2 separate regions of the Oryctolagus cuniculus genome follow, and region 1 is linked to region 2. The links are chromatin contacts, called in public Micro-C maps. All regions are on one chromosome and are shown on one strand. Each heading gives the region's core, a stretch centred on a gene start, on an enhancer-like site or on the middle of the called end of the contact. The rest is flanking DNA. Distances are from core to core; before and after follow the strand shown.

What was found. Hi-C and Micro-C count contacts between places; a contact is called where the count stands out from the background.
Region 1: a contact with region 2 is called in a Micro-C map of ear pinna, with 5 times the contacts expected there. The contact joins the enhancer-like site here to the promoter of SESN3 in region 2. A contact is called at or near these places in 4 of 6 Hi-C or Micro-C datasets (ear pinna, embryonic fibroblasts, skin fibroblasts and 1 more).

Annotation. Positions count from the first base shown.
Region 1 is chr1:87,108,438-87,111,881 of mOryCun1.1, forward strand. All of the region lies in intron 13 of FAM76B (family with sequence similarity 76 member B), which reads right to left. Among named protein-coding and RNA genes, the nearest start is that of FAM76B, 100 kb to the right of the region's middle. Within about 2 kb of position 1,469, at least 2 of the 8 cell types and tissues checked have an H3K27ac peak or open chromatin away from gene starts, as enhancers often do.
Region 2 is chr1:86,604,104-86,607,535 of mOryCun1.1, forward strand. SESN3 (sestrin 3) reads right to left here and starts at 1,710. Exons shown (of 11, transcript XM_008262422.4): 1 at 1,571-1,710. It overlaps LOC103349689 (a long non-coding RNA gene), which reads left to right and starts at 2,336. Exons shown (of 4, transcript XR_011390185.1): 1 at 2,336-2,951.

The DNA.
Region 1 (3,444 bases), core at 219-2,718, 500 kb after region 2:
TTTTTTTTTTTTTTTTTGACAGGCAGAGTTAGACAGTGAGAGAGAGACAGAGAGACAGGACTTCCTTTTCTGTTGGTTCACCCCCCAAAATGGCTGCTACGGCTGGCGCACTAAACTGATCCAAAGCCAGGAGCCAGGTGCTTCCTCCTGGTCTCCCATGCGGGTGTAGGGCCCAAGCACTTGGGCCATCCTCCACTGCACTCCCGGGCCACAGCAGAGAGCTGGACTGGAAGAGGAGCAACCGGGACAGAATCTGGCGCCCCAACTGGGACTAGAACCTGGGTGCCAGCGCTGCAGGCGGAGTATTAGGCAAGTGAGCGGCGGCACCACCCGTATCTAGCATTTTTGTAGACATGGTTCACAGTAACAGATCTCATGCACATAAGAGATTTCCACTCTGAGACCATCAACATTTATAAGATCAATATGCGGAGAAGACAAAAGTAGAATAATGGTTATTGAGCAATAACAACAGAAGATCATATGCAGCAGTCATTTAGAAAGGAGGTAGGACAGTGCTAGGTAAGACTAGCTATGACATACTGGTGGTTGGAGAATTTAAAAAAATTAGCTAGAATTCCTTTTTTGGATAGGGCTAATTTAATTCATTATCTCTTTTTGAAAAGAAAGTAGATTTGGGTTGCCACTTACAGACTGATATTTATTATTTTCATTCAGCTAGGATGTAACATTTTATACCCGTCATCCCATCCTGTCCATGGATTCTATGACTTGTGCAAGACCTGCTGTGTAGGAAAGCTATTCTGCAGGAAATCTGGGTTTCAAAATAAAACTTCCAGTATACCAGATTTAATCACTTGAATGAAAATGAGAAAGATTACATTGTTTCATGTGAAAATTCAGCTACTTTTTTAAGAGATCAAAGTATAAGACCCAAGAATATTGTTGTTGAGAGCAGATTATTTAGCAATCTCTCCTTCCTGCCTTTCATACACAGAAGCCCTTCTATACAGATGGTCAACTTTTGAGGAGAGAGAGCATGAATTGGCATGCTTTCTCCCTTGTGTTTCCACATTATTAATTTCATTACAGTTTAATACTGTATGTCAAAAATCTAGACTTGGAGTCAGGTGGTCTAGTTCATGTTTCTGACCTACTAATGGGCAAGTTGTTTCACTTTTATACCAGTGTTTGCTGTGCAACTGAGATGATTAAAAAGCACTATCGAGATGATGCCTCATGGACATAGGCACCATAACAAGTCCAGTAGTACTGATGGAGACCCCATTCTCACCTATAGAAAAGTCTACATTAATTTAAGTTTCTCTGAGAATTGTGGATATCAAGCATTCACTTTTTAGTTACATAACATGTTTTCAACAAATTGCCTTTAAATTGTTCACTATTCTAAATAGATGAGAGAGAGGGTGTGAGAGAGGATCTTTATCTTTTGCAGCTAGTTCAATGTATGAAAGCTTAATTTCTTTGCTACCCACACAGTTTCCTCTGGGGCCTTAGCCTTACCAGTATTCTATGACTCACTGCTTTACTTTTCATAAATAGATGCTAAATACTGTCCCTGATTCTGTTGGAAATGGCAGATAAAAATATCCAAGGAAAATTTTATTGCAGTTAGATTTGAACTGTGCAATAGTTCCCCCACCTCTCCTTTTTTCTTTCCTTCTTTTCTCTTTTGTTTTCTGCTCAGCAACCTGGTTGCCAAAATAGTAGCTGCCAACTCTTGTCAAATAGTTTTATTCTCTTTGTTGCTCATCCTCACAATATACAGCCTTCTTACTGGGAAGGAAGGAGATAGTTGTTGCGCCTCCTCCCCTTTTCTCCCTTATCCTTCCTTTGCCCATTCTGTCTCCACTCTGCCTCACTACATTTTTTCCTTCCTATTTATTCTCTTCTTCCCATGTCAAGGTCAATCAAGTATCACTAGTGGCCTCAGAAGAAGTTAGCTTCTTTTGTCACAAACCTAATTAAATTGTCATCTGTCTTGACTTCAAAAATTCCTGGGAACTCTCAAGGAACACACTCAAGGAAACAAAAATATCCTAGGTAATTACAAGCCAGGTTTGAAAGCAGGAAAATGAAGAAAGGGAGAACCACTATGTTTCAGTTAAGATGGTGGCCTAAAGAAAGCATGGAAATGAGATAGCATCCAGAAGGCACAGATACCATGTATTTTCTTTTTTTTAATTTTATTTTATTTTATTTTTTTGACAGGTAGAGTGGACAGTGAGAAAGAGAGACAGAGAGAAAGGTCTTCCTTTGCCGTTGGTTCACCCTCCAATGGCCGCCGCGGCCAGCAAGCTGCGGCCGGCGCACCGCGCTGATCCAAACGCAGGAGCCAGGTGCTTTTCCTGGTCTCCCATGGGGTGCAGGGCCCAAGCACTTGGGCCATCCTCCACTGCACTCTCTGGCCATAGCAGAGAGCTGGCCTGGAAGAGGGGCAACCAGGACAGAATCCGGCGCCCCGACAGGGACTAGAACCCGGTGTGCCGGCGCTGCAGGCGGAGGATTAGCCTAGTGAGCCGCGGCGCTGGCCGATACCATGTATTTTCAAGAGCTCTCTGTTGGAAGATGATTTCTCCATGGGAAACCCATTTTCTGAACATCTTCTAATGAGAGGCACTGACATCCTTTGTCCTGGACTATCTTTTCAAGGACCTTTATATAGAAACCACCTTGGAAGATACAGTGTCTATTAGGCATGCTTCTGGCAATTGTAATGAATCTGGATACCCTAATTTCAGAGTTCCTTTTTGTCATGCAATCTACTACATGTGCAGATGTCACCTGGCCTTCTTCATGTCACCCTATGGAAACTGGAGATGAGAGAACTACAAGATAATTCTTATACTCTGCCTGCCTATTTTTATTTCTCTGAGTAATAAAGTCCTGTGCTTATGTCCCAGGAGTATTTTTTTCACCAGCATCTATGAAGTTGCAATGGTCTAACTATTGGCTTATAAGCAAAATCTCAACTCTTCACAGTTTTTGACAATTTCCAGATATTATGACATTTAGGCTGCCGGTAGGAATATCAGGCAGATGAAAACACAAGGGCTAAGTTCTTTTCTCCATCAACATTTTGAAACAGTTAACTATCCCTGCCCCTATCCCTGAGCTCCCACCTCCATCCAGACAACTGTACCTTTCAACCTTGGTAATAATGGGCTCTAATGGCCCATTTATTCAGTAGAGTGGATTTCTAAAACCCATTTCCAGATTACACATTTGTGTGCCAGGATTACATTTGTTTTTATTAATAGAGAAAGGAGTTAAGCAGCGTATTAGAGGTGACTTTTCAATCTCTTAATCAACAAATGCATCCTGAGTACCTTCTTAGGACCATGTTAAGTGCTGCATAAAGCAGCCCAGTTCTTGAAGCATTTTAACTTCCTTCACTTCAATAAAGAAAAACGTCCCTGTAAAAAGAACCTAAATGTTCAAATCATTCATTCAAGAGTAACC
Region 2 (3,432 bases), core at 460-2,959:
GATGACATCTGGCCCTGCAGTGAAAGAGTTAACATTCAACTAAGCTGATCTGCACTTCTGATCCATTACATTTCTCACAAGCTGCCTGCCCTACAATGAGCGGAGCAAGTATCAACTGTAATTTGATCCCGGAGTTTATGGAAAAAAATAACTGCACATATTCAACATGCACATTTAATAAAAATCTGTTTCAAGAGAAACATATCCAATAAACACAATTTAAGGCATTTTTAGCTGTTTGATTAACTTCAAATCTGCAATCCCTCCGCTTTCCTCATGCTCACAAATAAAATAGGGGAAAAAAATGCAGCAGCTCTACTGCAGGGAAAAGAGGCTTGAAAAACAACTTTGATTGGCACTTGGCCTGACCCACAGAGGAAGAAAAACAGTTTTTGGACAAAGAGCGCAAATATTTAAGCTTGCTTACTTACGAGCTTTCTTTCTTTTCCTTTTTAACATGTAAAGAACAATCCTGAAGTGAACTGTGTTTAGGGAAATCGACTAAAACTGGTACCGCATTCATCTCAGTCTCTCAGTCCCCATGCATTTGCACAGCTCAGCAATTTTAATTCATTTGAACTGGACAAACAGAAGCACCTCACCTGATGTTTCCACTCAATGAAATGCAAAAATAAGAGCTCGGAGAAGAATAATCTGACAGCATTATAGGGGCGGCTGTTAAAATCTGATTAAAAACTCTTCTCGATCTAAAGAGACATTTTTTCACACACCCCCGCCCCCACGCACCCCCCCCCCCATCCCCGAGAGAGCAAGCCAAGTAAGCTAAACAATACTAAACTTTCTATCCCTCAATCTGGGAAGCAATAAGCTGGCGGTGCGTCCGGATGGAGCCTGGGGAGGGGGTGCTAGGCAGGGATAACCACATCCACCCCTCCTCCTCCCCCAGCCGAGGAACCGGTAAGGTCGAAAAGCATCTCCCACGGGGCATTAAGTTCAAGATGCTTTACTGGTTCTTTTCATGAGTGAACTACAGACACAGGAGGACCATCGGAAGAACACGGAAAGGGGGCTGCTGGGCAAGGCAAAGCAACCGAACAAACAACACCCCGAGAGTTAGCCACAGCCACGACGGAGCCGGGTTCCTCCAGCCCAGCCCAGGCTGCTCTGATTTCACCCGGACCTCCATCGACAGCCAAACGGCCCAGGGAGGAGGATCGACGAGTGCCTCCCTCCCAGTGTCCGGAGAAGCAAGGTAGGGAGGCGGGCTGGAAAACAGACCGAAGGTAGGCGCGCGCGTGCGCGCGGACACACACACACACACACACAAACACACACACACACACACACACACAGAAAGAAGAATGAAAAAAGATACAGAGAAAAGAAATAAGAAAAAAAAAAAACAGCCCTCGAGACTGGCGTCTGTCCCAACAGAGATGAAAAACAGCAGCGGCCCGAAACCCACGCCCCCTTTTTCGTCTCCGGGTAAGGGGCAGTGCCAGGGGAGACCCCGGAGCCTCGGCCCCCGCGCGCCCCCGGGGCCCCGCGGCGCGAGCTCCGGCCGGCAGGAAGAGCCCCTCCGGGGCAGGACCCCAGGCCCGGGCCGTACCTTCCGCAGCACTTTCCGGCAGTTGGTACAGAGCAGGTAGTTGGCGGCGGCCGACGGGCTGCCGCCGCTCCGGTTCATCGTGGCCGCCGGCGTCGAAGGCTAGGGCGAGGGTGGGCGGCGGGTCGGGTGCACTGTCACTGCCGTCAGCCGCGCCGCTGCGGGGCCGGACCGGCTCGCCGCCGTCGCCGGCCGTGCCTCGCCGCCTCAGCCTCCTCCCGGCGGGATGTCGGGATGGAAGGCGACGGCCAGCGAGAGAGCGGCGCTGCCCGAGGCGACCACTGCGGCGGCTGCCCGAGCGACGGCTGACACGGCGGCGGCTGCTCCTCACCGGCCCGTTGTTCCACCCGCCCCCATCCTCCAGACCCCCGCCCCCGCCAGGCTAGGACGAGCAGCCGCCACCGCTGCCGCTGCTGCCGCCGCCGCCGCCGCCGCAGCTCCTCAGTGCGGCCCCGCCCCCGCCGCCCCACCACCTTCACCACCTCCACGCTTCGGGACCGCCCCCTCCCGCCAATCGGACAGCTCCGGCCACGCCCCCGGGTCGCTAGCACACAGCCAATGAGCTTTTAGATCCCGGTTGGGCGCCGCGCCGACCAATCGTAAAGGCCGAGGACGCCTTGAATCTCCGGGCAAGTTAAGTTTATCTCCGAGGCTCGGAACCGAAGGGAGATGGCGGGTTAGTTGGGTAGCGGGGTGGGAGGGAATACAGTGTGCGCTATTCCACCAATAAGAGGAAGGGGGTGTGTCGTATGCAAACGAACCTGGAAGACTAGCGCCGCCCCCGCGGTAAGCCACTCCTCCTCGTCTGGGTCCCTGGCGCTGTGGAAAGCAGAGTGAGATAAATTGCTGGGAGCTAGAGCTCGCTAGAGGGACCAAGACTGAGCTAAACATTTCGTGATCTCTTGAGGAGGGAAGGGGGAGCTAAAACGTTATTTTCCACCGGGGTAGGGACTAGGCTTCCTGTCAGCCAAAATCCAAGCTTGGCTGTAAAGAAGGCAATGGGGTAGCGCTTTGCCTTTAGGATCTCGAAGAACTTTATGCATCACTGAGATTGCGAGCTCTGTGAGAAAGCCCAGAGATGGGAGTGGGGTAAGGGATGTGGGTAAAGAAATCTGAGGTATATTTCAGCAATCAGTCGAGCGTTTGTGTTGGAGCATTTCCCTCTCGCCCCCCTCCCAGCCGTGGAAGTTCCTCGGCTTGTCCGTCACGAAAGGGCTAGCGAGAGCGAGGTCAGTCTCGTCACCCCCATAGGCCGGCTCTGAGGCAGCCCGTCCGATTCGTGCGGAGAGAGCTCAGAGCCCTGCCCGGGAAGGCAGCCTCAGAGAGCAAACTGCCATTTAAAACTATTGCTCTGGACCTGCCTCTCCCAGAGCTCAAAAAAATGGTGAGTCAGGGGCTCGGCGTCCGCGCCGCGGGGCCAGCGGGCAGTCACTGCGGAAAGCTCTGCGGACCGGGTGTGCCGGGCCGACCCGCGCGGGCGGTCTCCGCAGCGGTGGGCGGCGCGCGTGTGGGTCGGTCGCGGGTGGGCGACGAGGGCCGCGGGAACCTGCTCCCCAGCGAGAACAAAGGCTGGCGCAGAGCAAGAAGCTGATTGGTGCCGCGTCCTCGCCGGTGTCCTCGCGGCCCTCGGACACCTTGCATCGCCGCGCTCCCTGGAGCCGCAGCTCCGCAGCCGGCCTTGGCGGTGCCCGCACAGCGCTGTGCTATGACATCACCTGTTTTCGCTCCGTAGAACCTGATCGGTATTCCTGGCTTCTCCTTGTGGAAAAGGTCTCTAGCGTGCCAGGATGGTGAAGCCCTTGCACTTCGCAAAATGAATCTGTGGAGATGATTTTAAAAGAAGGGTTCCACCGGTTTTGCGTTTC